Linked DNA regions of Muntiacus reevesi: region 1 is linked to region 2. The links are chromatin contacts, called in public Hi-C maps. All regions are on one chromosome and are shown on one strand. The core of a region is the stretch at or near the end of the contact, and the rest is flanking DNA. Distances in the headings are between cores, read along the strand shown.

Evidence for each region. A called contact is a pair of places that touch in the nucleus more often than the background predicts.
Region 1: a Hi-C map of muscle shows a contact between it and region 2, with 6 times the contacts expected there. The contact joins the promoter of HMGN5 here to the promoter of BRWD3 in region 2. A contact is called at or near these places in 2 of 3 Hi-C or Micro-C datasets (blood and muscle).

The regions. Positions count from the first base shown.
Region 1 is chrX:71,859,146-71,861,845 of mMunRee1.1, reverse strand. It overlaps HMGN5 (high mobility group nucleosome binding domain 5), which reads left to right and starts at 1,319. Exons shown (of 6, transcript XM_065915449.1): 1 at 1,319-1,454. The coding sequence starts at 1,440.
Region 2 is chrX:71,650,552-71,653,251 of mMunRee1.1, reverse strand. BRWD3 (bromodomain and WD repeat domain containing 3) reads left to right here and starts at 1,426. Exons shown (of 41, transcript XM_065916561.1): 1 at 1,426-1,634; 2 at 1,762-1,820; 3 at 2,024-2,053; 4 at 2,464-2,523. The coding sequence starts at 1,604.

The sequences.
Region 1 (2,700 bases), core at 70-2,569, 210 kb before region 2:
AGGGTGAGGTTAGGGGGCACTCAAACACAAATGATAAGGGGCGCCCCAAAACTCAATAATAAAGATAAATGTTTAATACACTACTTTAAAGAGCTAATTAAAGATTTTTTAAAAGTCCATTGATAAACAAAATATCAATTTTAAATAAAAACAAGATCCTACCTTACACTTGCGGGCCTTCCCAAGTGGCGCTAGTGGTAAAGAACTCGCCTCCCAATGCAGGCTACATCCCTGGGTCAGGAAGATCCCTTGGAGAAGACCATGGGAATCCACTCCAGTATTCTTGCCTGGAGAATCCCATGGACAGAGAAGCCTGGCGGGCTACAGTTCACAGGGTTGGAAAGAGTCGGACATGACTGAAACGACTTAGAACACAACCACTCTACACTTGCATAATTCACCTCAATGGCCTCATCCTAATCTCCTGAGTCTGGGGTGCATCCTTAAATTTGCACCAGAAGTGAGTGCTTTAATTGCTTTATCCTAGTCCAGGCTCTGTGCCCTAAATACTTTCATGTATGGTGTCTTTCCGAGTTCCTTCACCAAATGCCACCTTTGGATTCATAATCCATTGTATTAACCTTTTTCCTCTAGATAGTCCTGTGTTATTACCTCACACAGAGTCCCATTAAATTCTTGATGAACTCCCACCAAGTGGGATAATGGCATCTATCAGATGTCCCCACCTTCAGGTTCCTCTTGCTCTTACAGTTTCAAGTTTTGAGGCTCTTCATCTGCGAAAGATGCCCCATTTTGGCACCCTGATCCTGCCAGGACCACAATTCTGGTGTGGCGCAAAGTCCCCACATCCTGAGAAACAGCTCCACTCTTTTCTACTTTCTAAACGAGTACTCCTCTCATGTCATCTACATCCTCCTGCCAAAGGTAGAATGGAAAGATTGGAGCCTAGGCCCAGTCCTATCTGAAAAGCACTTTCCTTCCAGGAAGAAGCTTTTGGAGACCGTGGAGAAAGCAAGTGCAGTGACTTTCTCCTGTTATTACTACATAAAGGAAAAAAAGAAAAGAGAACCGATAAGGACAACCCCAGCTTTCCCGACGGTTTTATGCTTCAGCCCTTTGTGTCCACTAAGTCAAGGTGCTCCTCTACCCCACCAGCAGTCGGAGCAGGCAGCCTTCGAGGGCTCCAGGAGTCCGTAGGCCACGCCCCCTTGGCTTGTCACTCCCCTGATTGGTCTGACAGCCTGTCACTCCAATTTGGCTCCCACTCCTGCTAACCATTCACGTAGTTCGGTTGTGTCTTGGTGCGTTTAATGTTGCCAATAACGAGAGTTTTTTTTTTTTTTTTTTTTTGAAGGCAAGTACAGGTCGTACTTTAATTAGTTCATTGAAAACTCAGTTGCTCTCTGAGCGGTCGTGTAGAGACTGCTTTCGGCTTTTTTTCTGCTGACTGCTAAGATCTCCTATAGAGAGCTGCAACAATGCCCAAAAGAAAGGTAAGTGAAATAGGAAGATAGAAGGGGTATTAGCGACTGAAATACATATTTCCTAATCGGCAGAGACTTTTTTAAAAAGCATTTTGGCTTCTAGTTCGATTTTGTGAGGTGCCTAAGGGGAGGGAAGGGCAAATATCGGTTAGTATAAGGTTGAGGATAGTCTTTCACGCAACTGGTAGTTCACTTTTGGCGTGTTTTGTTTAAGGAAAAGAATCGCTTGAGAGGTGTCTCCATGCTGACTTACAAACAGCCATAGCGCTGTGCTGTCGCTTCCTACCCCACCCCCGTTCCTCCGCTTACCCTATTGGAGAACTCCTCCCAACCACACTTTCAGGCACTAATTTCCTCCTCAGCCTCCAGCTTTCCTCCGGGAACCGTCCCGTTTTGGGGTACGAAGGCCATGGCTTTCTCCCGTAATTATTTGCCTTTGTTCTTCCCGTTTTCTTTTTCTTTCTTTTTTTTTTTCCCTCCTCCACTTCTTGTCAAGCCAGAGGGCTTTGCAGTGGTAATCCTGTGCCATTAGGCGGCGCAGACTTCAAACTGTCCTGGAGGAGGTAGAGATTCACCGCTGTAATAGCGACTTTAGGCCGGAGAGGTCTGAGACTCTCCAAGCTCACTGTCTAAAGGTGGAAGAATGATAAGAGAAATGCGTCAGATAAACTATTGCTGATCTTGGGGTAGCGTGGATTTGCTCACTTTAGACACAAAGAATTGATATGAGCTATTCAAGGGCTACTGGTCTCCTGCAAACCCTCACTTAAAAAATCATGACTCCTCTCTTAGACAAGAAAGAAATTCACACTCAGTGTTGACCTGTTTGTTTGTTTGTTGGGGAGGCGGGTCCCTTAGAAGTGAAATCGATCGCTGTTTCGTTGCTTGATAAAATCGTAAAATACTGTGCTAAGGTAAGGCGTTATGATTTTTTTTTTAAGTATTATTCCTCTCTATTCGTTTGTCTTCCCTATTTTTAGAAATAGGAATAAGACTGAAATTCCACAGTGCTCTGAGGCTGTATGACTCGTGCGATAGCTTAGTAATTCCCAGTCTAAAAGGACAGAAAGCAATGGTTTCTAATCACCAACCCCCTTCCTGTGATTCCCGCCGCTACGCTTTTCTAGGCTTGTGCAATGGATCTTGCGATTTTACAGAGCTGACAGCAACCTTGTAGCAGGTAGTGGCGGGAAGTTTTAAAATCCGCAGCCGGCTTCTCAATAAAACGCGCTGACGTTTTAACAAAGAGGTAACC
Region 2 (2,700 bases), core at 177-2,676:
AAGTTATCCTATAGGAAAGGGACAGATATGGCATGTGTTAAAAATTCACTTCATGGCAAATAGATGGGGAAACAGTGAAAACAGTGGCTGGCTTCATTTTTCTGGGCTCCAAAATCACTGCAGATGGTGATTGCAGCCACGAAATTAAAAGATGCTTACTCCTTGGAAGGAAAGTTATGACCAACTTAGATAGCATATTAAAAAGCAGAGACATTACTTTGCCAACAAAAGTCCGTCTAGTCAAGGCTACGGTTTTTCCAGTGGTCATGTATGGATGTGAGAGTTGGACTATAAAGAAGGCTGAGCGCAGATTTGATGCTTTTGAACTGTGGTGTTGGAGAAGACTCTTGAGAGTCCCTTGGACTGCAAGGAGATCCAACCAGTCCATCCTAAAGGAGATCAGTCCTGGGTGTTCATTGGAAGGACTGATGTTGAAGCTGAGACTCCAATACTTTGGCCACCTTATGCGAAGAGCTGACTCATTGGAAAACACCCTGATACTGGGAAAGATTGAGGGCAGGAGTGGATGGGGATGACAGAGGATGAGATGGTTGGATGGCATCACCGACTCAATGGACGTGAGTTTGGTAAACTCTGGGAGTTGGTGATTGGTAGGGAGGCCTGGCGTGCTGTGGTTCATGGGGTCGCAAAAAGTCAGACAGGACTTAGCGACTGAACTGAACTGAACTGAACTGAAACATTCAGAAGTGGAAAAATAAAATGTTTCATGTCTGACAGCAAATTCTTCCTGAAATATTTATCAGAATCCGGGGACATTTGATAGCTGCTCTTTCTTTGTAACAATAAGAGCCCTGCCCTCTGGACTGCTAACTACACAGGATTTTCATCCGGTACAAAAATCATTTTAAAGAAAAAACAAGTGACCACGAAGTAGGAGATCCTTTTCTTTCTCAGTCACAAGACACTTTAGCGGCTAACCTCCTTTCGGTGGAAGAGAGGTAAAAAAAATAAAGCCTCTTTGGTGCCGTGAGGAAATCTAAGAAAGACGCTGAGTCAAGTTGGCTCCTCACAAGTCCCTCATCACAAAGCCAAAGGGAAAAGTCCTTAACAGGAAAAGACCTGACTGCTCTCACAGGAAGGGCAAAGGATTCAGAAGCTCGCGGAAGGGAACGTCACCACCGAGTTCTGCGGCGGCTGCCAGAGCGTCGGCCATCAGTTAGCACCTCCCCTTCCTTCTGGGAGTAGTAGCTAGGCAACCGTGGACGTCTAGCAGAGAGGAGGACTGGCGGCTGCGTTAGTGCCCCTGGCGGCGAACAACGAGCGCAGCAGTTACCTCTTACAGTTTTTACCCTCCCCTCTCTCCACCCCCTTTGCCCCCGCCCACCCCTCCGCCACTTCGGCTCCTCCCTCCTCTTCTCTCTCTTGCTCTCCTTCCTCCTCCGCCTCCTCAGCTCTAGAGCTAGAATATCTATGGGTCGAAACGTGATGCGATGAATCCGAGAAAGACCGAAACTGGGACGCGGAGTGCGGCGGAAACGGCGGGACTCCTGGGCATGGGGGCTTCACCACAATAGAGACAGCGCCCCCACTCTCCCCCGCCAGCCCCTCTGGAGCGAAGCCCCCAAACCCCCTCAGGAAAAGGATGGCGGCGGCACCTACCCAGATTGAAGCCGGTGGGTGGCTGTGTCCGGGGGTTAAGAGTATGGGGGCTTAGCGCGGCGGCTGTCAGTTTCTTTTGAAAAAGCGTCTATTTCTCTTTGCCTCCCTCTCAACCTCTCCCCCCCCCCCCCTCTTCCTCAGAGCTCTATTACCTGATCGCTAGATTCTTGCAATCCGGACCCTGCAACAAATCCGCTCAGGTGAGAAGGGGAAGGAGATCTGGGAGTCTTGGGGAATGGTCCCAATGGGGAAATCGAGGCAGCAGAGTGTGCGGTTTCGTTGTGGCTGAGGTAAAGGCCGGCCTTGAGTAGCTCTACAGCCAACGGCTGGGTTCGAATTGGGGAGGGAGGAATGGGTGATGGCCCGAGCTGCTCGTCATAATCCGTGTTTTCCTTTTGCTCAGGTGCTAGTGCAGGAACTCGAGGAGCATCAGGTACGTAGCCCCATCGAGAAGAGGTGGGTAGGGTTTGGGTGAGACTGGAGGAAGGGGAGGGCAAGTAAGGGGCGGAGGGCAAGGGCTGGGAGGGAGCCTTGGATTTGGGCACTCAGAGCTGTTGCTACAGGGGTGAACCGGCTCCTTCCCTCAAAGGGGGCGGATATCTCTGGGGTCCTAACTCACCCCATTTTATGCCTGTGGGAGGTGGTTTTTCAGGATTTCCTCCTCCTCGGCCTTCCCCCCCTCCCCCCACACACTCGTCTAGCTCTGAGACAACAGCTATCATGCCAGAGAAATAAAGACGCCAAGGGTCGAGGACCCGGACCCAAGCTGGGTCGCGTTGATGCGGAGCAGAGGCTTGGCCTTTATCGTTGCCCCCTCCACCCTTTCTTTTTGCCGGCCCCCAGCTTATTCCGCGCCGCCTAGACTGGGAGGGGAGAGAGCACCGAAGAAGCTTCGAGGATCTGGTGAGTAGAGTTTTCATTTCAACTCAACCTAACTCTTTCTTCACTCCCTTTCCACCACCTTGTACCCCCAACCTACCCCCGACCCCTCAGCCGACGCGGCTCTAGAGCTCCGTGCTGAGCCGACGAACGTCCCTTCCCCCCTCTTGGCGGTCGGAGAAAGGGTATCTTGCCCTCCCC